Regions from separate parts of the Rattus norvegicus genome. Here region 2 is linked to region 1. Evidence: chromatin contacts called from public Hi-C data. All regions are on one chromosome and are shown on one strand. The core of a region is the stretch at or near the end of the contact, and the rest is flanking DNA. Distances in the headings are between cores, read along the strand shown. Region 1 holds the start of Tshz3 (teashirt zinc finger homeobox 3). Region 2 overlaps Zfp536 (zinc finger protein 536).

Region 1 (3,686 bases), core at 441-2,940:
GCGGCCGCCCCATTCCCGGCCTAAGAGCTGGCCCAGGGAGACGCAATCGAGCCCGCAGCGCATCGATGCGCCGCCGCCCGCGCCTCTCAAGCTCTGGCTGGCGCTCCGCCGCCACCGCTCGAGGGTCGCCCGCTTGAATTCCAGCCCACCCGCGCCCTCACCACCAGAGTAAGTGAGCCCACGTCGCCCGGTCGCCACCACAGCCTTCCAGCCGCCTCCTTCACGGGGCACATCGGCCAAGTCTGCCCGGAACCTCTGCGACCCCAATCACCCAATCAATAATCAATCCCTTTCGTCCACAACTGCCCCTAAGCCAGGAGCATCTGGGGCAACCTCCCCAGTCCTGGGCGCACCCCGGCGGGGGATGGGTAGGGGAGCCGGAGTTTCTTCTCCCTCCCCCGTTCCCGCCTTAGAAACCTCCGACGCCGTGGGTGGGGGGCGCGGCCAGGAGCCCAAGGGGGCGAGACGCCGGGTGCTGAGACGGTGATCGTCCCAAAGTCAGTAAAGGAAACTTGGAGGTGACCCCTCCCACGCTTACCCCCGAAACAAACCTGGGAAAGTTTGTGGCGGGGGGGTGGGAGGACGGAAGGAGATAGCCACGGTGGGTCCCAGGAGAGGAACCCCAGGGCCCACACCCACGGCAACCCGCATATCTTCTCCCCAAGGCACCCCCGGGGCCCTGGCATCTTTGAAGGGGTACCATCCCGAGTTGTGGAGCGCTCTGGGGCTTTGCACGCGGTGGGTTGAGAGGAGTGCGGGCCGGGAGGGGCAGCGGGGAGCGGCCCGGGGTTGAGCCGGGGTGGGGAAGAGAGATGGGCGGGGGCTGTGGGCGCCCCGGGACAGGCTCCGAAGGGCGGACCCCGCGTCCCGGCGAGAACGCTCGGGGCAGAGACTGAGGGCTAGCTCCGGGTGTCTGGACTTGGGCGGAGGGCCCTGGGCAGGCGTCCGGGCCAGGGCCAGGACCCAGGCTGGGGGCGCCTCCGCGGGCAGGCGAGTGACACGATCATCTCCTTTTCCTTTAAGCTTGCCTGTTGCCGACGCCGCCGCTCCAGCCGCGCCGTGGGCAGAAGACTGGACCGCTGAGCCCCGGGCCGCGGCGGCGGCGGCTGCGCCCCCCCCCTCCACCCCCGGATGCCTTGACCTCCCTGCCTGGGGGCGGGAAGCGGGGCAGGACCGGCCGGGGTCGCTCCGGGGCTCCTCCTCTCATCTTTCTGCCCGCCTTCTCCTCCTTCACTCCCCGCCCCCCAGCCCCGAACCCCGCGCACCTCGTCTGGGGACGGGGCGGGGGGGGGGCAGGGCGACCGCTCCTCCCCGCCCCCTCCTCCTCAGGCCTCTGGAGCGATTTGTCAAACTTCCCATTCCGCCGGCAGCGCGGTCCTCCTCCTCCTCCTCCTTCTCCTCCTCCTCCTCCTCTGCCTCCTCCTCCCCCTCGCGCTCCTCCTTCCCCGCGCCTCCCTTGCCCGCCCTCCTTCCCTCCGCACGTTCGGGGATCGCGGCGGAGCGCAGCGAGGGGGGGACGCGGAGAGCCGGGGCGCAGCAGCATCCTGCGGGCGGCCGCTCTCCGGGGGGGAGGCTGCGAGCAGGCCCGCCTCGCCCCCCCCCGCCGCCCCTCCCTCCCTCGGCTCAGCCCGGCAGCGGCGGCGGCGGCGGCGGCGGCGGCGGTGGCAGTCGCGGGAGAAGCATCATGCCGAGGAGGAAGCAGCAGGCGCCCCGGCGCGCAGCAGGTACGAGCGGCTTCCCCTTCCTCCTCCGGTCCTCCTCCTCTTCCTCTGCTCCCGCCGCGCCTCTGGGCCGCCGGCCCCCGCGCTGCTCGCCGCACTCCTCGCCTCTCTCTCTTTTTCTGTCTGTCTCTGCGGGCGCAGAGTAACTCCGGGAGCCCGGCTGGCTCGCGGCTCTCCTGCCCGGGTGAGCGCGCCCCCCGGTTGCCCCGCTATGTTCTCCGCTCGACCGGCTCGCACACCCTCCCGGGGACGACTGAGCTGGCTTGGGTCCCCGCCTCTGCCGATCCGGCTGCAGCGGAGAAGCGCTCTCCAACCGGTGCCTTTCGGTGGGGGGCGGGCGGGGTCACCTGAGTTCTCTGGGACACCTTTCGCGTTGTCCCGGGCAGTACCCGGTGCCTACCGGGACCAGAGCGAGCGAGCGTGAGCTACCGGATCCCTCTGGCCACCTTACTGCTAATTCGATTGATTCTTCATTTATTGGGCCCAAACCGGGTACAGCGGTGGAAACCAGAGTGCACTGGGTCTGTGTATTGTCAGATGACTGTCAGGTCAGTGTTGGATGCTGACATTTCCTTCATTCGTGAATGTCTTCTTACCCCCCTCCCTCTCTTTCCGCTGCTGCTCCCTACCCTTTTCTAGCACTTAGTTCTGGGACATATCTGAGTACTCCCCCCTCCCTCTCTTTTTCTGCCAGGAACGTCAACTCCTGTTAGGACTGAGCTGATTTTTTTTTTTTTCTGGAAAAGAGAATCATTGAAAACAAAACAAAACCCACACACAGAACATTATTTTGCAATAATGTCGGTTGGGGGCACGTTGGCTGGAAGAAGGGTTTCTGGCGGGTTGCCACCCTTGATTTGATGACTGATTGATCGCCCGTCATGCCTGTGCCTTTGATCTATTCATTCCCAATAAACATCAATAAATCACTTGCAATAGTGAGGCCAAGCTCCGTGACGTCAGGAGGGCCCTGTCAGTGCAACTTCAGGGATTTGGGGCGGCTTGCCGAGAGAGGACCACATATGGACGTGATGTATTTTGATATGAATAACACTCAAGACGTGCAGAGGCTCAGATGCTGCCCGAAGGGGAGGGTTACTTAGGAATCCTTTTCTTTAATCTTCTTTCTTTTCACTTCCCTTTTGAAAAAAGAGGGGAGGGCTGAGGGAAGAAGGAAGGGTCACCGAGGTAATGTTCCACGTGCTGGTGGTATACAGGCTAGTGGTGGTGCTCTGCAGGTTGCTGGTGGTGGCAATTACCTTCAGACTAGCGGGGCTCCCACCTCAGCTGCTCTCTGGCCTCTTTACCAGAGTCACAGAGAAGGGACCATAAGGTACTTCTCCCACAAGGGTATTGGTCTGACGGTGTTGTGAAGAAACCTTGGGGTGGGGTGGGGGATTTAACTTGGTTTGGTGCATAGAAGGAAGGCATGTTTTCCTTCTGCACTCAGTGTTACCCAAATTTAGAAAGTTCGAAGATCCCTACAGAGAGCTCACCTCTTCCCTGATGCTGCCTGCTCATCCCATCTCCTCCTTTAAATTCCAAGCTTTTGCAGTGAGCTGATCTACCCGAAATAAACTCTAAGACTTTGGAGGCATCCTTTACAAAGTTGGTTAGTAGGAATGTCTTGGGCTTCTTCCAGTCTGGGATTTTTTTTTTTTCTCCTTACTTTCTTTCTTTTTCGGGTACACGTTTTTTAAGGTATCTGTGCCTCCATCCAATGAAACATATGTGACCACATCCTTGCATTTGGTCTTGAACTCTGTAGCTCTTCCCCACTGCTCCACCCAGCCCACAGGACAGTTTTCTCAAATGTGCTGTTGGTCTGATTTTTTTTTTTTAAAGCAACCTGTTCACTAACCTTTTTGCACTTTTAAGCCAGCCAGGAAATCTCAGGTCAGTTAAGGAAAATTCATTATATAAAAACTTGACTGCCCGACTAATGGGAGATGGAAGGATGGCTTT
Region 2 (3,963 bases), core at 1,176-3,675, 630 kb after region 1:
GCCCCAAACTCTGGAGCCCACCCTATCCCCATCCCACCTCATGCACCCCAGGCACATTTTTTAAATGTTTTGATACTATTTTTGAAAAGTTCTAGTATGCTATCTATGTATTAAACACACACGCCACACCACACACACACACACACACACACACACACACAAAGCCAAACAAACAAACAAAAGATTTCACGCAAAAATATGGTTTTCCAGTTTCCCTGGAGAAGTCAGAAGGTCTAGCAAGCTCTTCCAGGAGGCAGCGGATAGAGCCTGCCCCTGCCACCCACTTCTGGAATGCCCTGTCTGGCACTCTCTCACCCTGTGTGTGCCCATCCAGGCTGTGCCAGTATGGAGGTTTTAGCCTCAGCTTTACAAAGTCCTGTGTGGAAGTTCAATCTTACCTTGCAGTGAGTAGGTGTGTATGTGTGTGTGTGTGTGTGTGTGTGTGTGCATGAGTGTGTGTGTGGGGGGGTTGTACGTCCTTTTCTGCACCAGACGGGCCTCATTCCTGTACACACCCAGTGAAATAAGCAAGTGGGTGGTCGTGGCCTGTTCTCTGGCTTCCCGTTTCCCATTGTGTCTCTGAAAATGAAGAACACATCGGTTTTTCCTACTAATTTCTGTTTTGTGGTAGAGTTTAGGTATGGGAGGGGGACACCGATATGGTAACACGGCTTATGCCAAGGGCGTGCTGTGTATTGCTTCCCTGTCGAAAGACACAGTGGTCAGAGGGAGGGGACAGATCTAAAACAGTCACTGAAACGGCAGTCTACCAGAAGTTGTTCTCCAAGGTTATCTGTGAGAACCCACGACTTACGCACGCACATCGCTCATCAAAACTAGCACGTTTCCTGTGGGGTGGGGTTCCTGTGGATGGCACCTCTCTAAAAACTGTGGCAAAAGCAGCCACATCCTGCCAGATGCGGTGCCAGTCTAGGTACGGAGGCCAGAGAATGTGTGAGGGGGGATCACGGACACCCCTGTCCATAAAGGAATTGGTGTCTGCTAGTCATCCACACCCAGGGCCTTCGTCCACGGAGATGTGTGGACAGGATATTTTGAAGGCAGCGTCTACTCAGCATGCTCCATCCCCTGCAGCTAGTTCTGGAACAATAGGAAATGATGAAGAAAAAAGGACAGAAACATAAACTTTCAACCGGCTCGTGGATGGCTGCTACTGTGGTGGCATGCCCGTCAGTGAACAAATGAATGGATGGATGGATGGATGAATGAATGAATGAATGAATAGTGCCCACAGGAGAGGTAGCTAGCCCCCCCACCTCCCTTTCATGGAGTCACAAAAGAAATGCTATTCCTTTCTTCTCTTTTCTTCCCCTTAATAAAAGGCTCTCTCTGGAAATCAAACGTGTCAGACTTTGCTCTCTCTTGCTGGCATGATCCAGAAGATGGCTGAGGAATGACAGATGTCAGCGTGCAGCTGCAACGAAGCATGCAAAAGTTTCTCTCTAATCCACTTATTTCTCTGTAGTCACGTAAACCAAAACAAATGGGCAGGGCTTTACATTAGGGCCGGCAGGGTGGGGGTGGGAGGGACCCAAAGCCACAGCTGTAGGACTTCCATTGCATAACGAAGCCTCCTCCACGCCATCTTGCTATGATTTCCCTCTGCAGAGGGGAGAAAAAATCGCCAGGTAGTGTGAAAGGGCCCCTTAACACAGGGGGTCCAGAAGGTCAGCTCCTGTGTCCTTTTGTCCCATACAAACCGTCCCATAGGGGGCGGTTGTAAAGGCAGGATAGGGGTGTCATTAGCACAGGGAGGCCTCAGAACGAGCACCCACAGGCAGGTACGCACAAGCACCCTGTGACACACACATCACACACCAACACCCTGCTAAACTAACAGGATCGGTTTAATCACCAGCACCGTCGTTTTCAACTACTTGAATAAATCCAGGGGAATTATAAACGAAGCTCGTGTGTAATTAAAGTGAGGGTTGTTAGACTCTTCATTTAATAAAACACTTGAAAAGAAAAGCCCTGGTAGGTCTCCGCAATGCCAGGGGAAGCAGAAGGGGAGGGGTGCGCGCGTAGGTGAGAGAGGCCGGCCTCTTAGCGAGTGGCTGCGCCCACCTTGTGAACCCATTCCCCTTTCAATCTTGTAAGGAGCCGGGAGGGCGGGGATCGGGTCTGGGGCTCTGTCACCGCCAGCAGTTGCAACAGCTGCGAAGCGCTCGCTCGTTTCAGTGCAGTCGGCAAGGAGAGATGTGACGGATTTCGCCCATGGCAGAATGGCGTTCCGTTTCTGGCCCTTCAGGCAAAAACAGTAAAAGAAAATTCGAGATTTCCCCCCTTAAACTTCCCACAACAACCTCAGCAGAACCACATGACTCGCCTTCTACAATCTTCCCTGGTGTGCTCACTGCTACTTTGGCAGGGACTCAGAATTACTGTTACATAAATTCCATCTGATGCCAGAGCGACCATCTGTGAGTGGAGCTGGCTTCACCTACGTCTGCCTGCAAAGCCACTCTCCCTGAGACAAGGGAGAAGGGGGGAAAGAATTTGATTAATTTGCAGAATGCTTGTGATTTGCTCATATATTATTATAACTCCTCATCAGCACATGACAAATCCCCAGCCCTGGGTGCAGGCACCCGTTTGATTCCAGCAGTTTCTTGCGTCGACACCTGACAGACTGCAGAGCTTCTAATGACTTTCAGATGCTTACAAACAGTAATTCTATCTTCAGAATAAAAAGGAGGAGAAAAATCCATAGGAAGAAAAGAGGAGTGAACTTCTTCCTCTGCCGCACTTCCTTCCTGGGTAGCAACGTGATTTAACCGCGAGGGCGGCCGAAGCTTCTCCAAGGGGTCTCCCCCAGGCCCCGCCACGGCCACGGCCACGCTGCACGTAGAAACAAAGACCCCCGGATTCTGGATGGCGAGTCAGCCGAGGCCACACTCGGGTGATGCCAGACGGTGCCCAGGTGCCGGTCAAGGCTAAGACAGGGTGCCCTCTCCCTTCTGCATTTCAGAATCCTGTTCATTTTTTCCCCCACTTTTAATACGCAGATCCTCTCTCCGCTTCTACACATACATCTGCGTGCTGACTGCAGTTTGGTTCCCGGCTTCCCCCTCCCCCCTCCTCTCCTTTGCTTTTAAAACTCTGATTATACCTCCAAACCTCTGCCTCTGTGCTTGATTGCCTGTTTTAGATTAGAGATTTTTAGCCGGGAGACAAAGACTTCCGAATGCACATTAGTCCTGCGTATGAGGACCCACAGAAGGAAAAGCGATAAAACGCAACGTGCCATCTGTCCACAAACAATAACCTGTGTGTTTGGAGGCTCACAAATTACTTAGCACAGAACCTTCCCAAATTACAGAGCCTTGAGACAGAACAGAGTTGTGAGCGAGACCCCTCTTTGATGTCCTTCGGTATTTCCCACCCCCTCGTGCTCGCCTCCCCCCCACCCCCCAGTTGATTGCTAACAGTTGAGGAATGTCTCTGTGACAAGTAGATTTTTATTATCTGCATCTTCCCGGTTACATTTGGCCTGGGACCCCAGCAGGCGTGGCTCCCCCCAGCTGCAGCTGCTTAGGACAACGGGCCCAGATGCAGTCTGTCTTCTGCCTGTGGTTGTGAGCTTGTAAGGGGGGGTGTCTCCTGAGCAGGTCCCCATTTGATACAGAAAGATTCCAACAAACTCTGCCTGCTCAGAGAGCCAGTCAGCTGGCTCTGCTCAGGAAGAATAGTCAAGGTTTTGTTGGTGACACTGTTAGTCTGTTCAAATTGCCCTCCTGCCCACCTCCAGCCTTCTCTTCAGAAACAGAGTCGAACACCCGTCCTTGTTCTGGCTCTGAGAAACAACCTTGGGAGCCCACAGGCCATCAAAGACTCGTAATGTTTAGCCAGTGTCTGTTGGAAAATGCCTTATGAAATGATTTAGTAAAATGGAAGGCAAAGGAAGAACGCTCATTGCCAAAGGGGGAGACCATTTCTGTT

What was found. A called contact is a pair of places that touch in the nucleus more often than the background predicts.
Region 2: a contact with region 1 is called in a Hi-C map of prefrontal cortex, with 4 times the contacts expected there. The contact joins the enhancer-like site here to the promoter of Tshz3 in region 1. A contact is called at or near these places in 2 of 12 Hi-C or Micro-C datasets (Schwann cells and prefrontal cortex).

What each region holds. Positions count from the first base shown.
Region 1 is chr1:98,523,894-98,527,579 of GRCr8, forward strand. Tshz3 (teashirt zinc finger homeobox 3) reads left to right here and starts at 1,691. Exons shown (of 2, transcript NM_001107506.1): 1 at 1,691-1,724. LOC108349564 (a long non-coding RNA gene) reads right to left here and starts at 1,030. Exons shown (of 2, transcript XR_001835726.2): 1 at 162-1,030.
Region 2 is chr1:99,154,661-99,158,623 of GRCr8, forward strand. All of the region lies in intron 6 of Zfp536 (zinc finger protein 536), which reads right to left. Among named protein-coding and RNA genes, the nearest start is that of Zfp536, 440 kb to the right of the region's middle. Within about 2 kb of position 2,426, at least 31 of the 93 cell types and tissues checked have an H3K27ac peak or open chromatin away from gene starts, as enhancers often do. A contact at or near this core is called in prefrontal cortex, where this site is marked.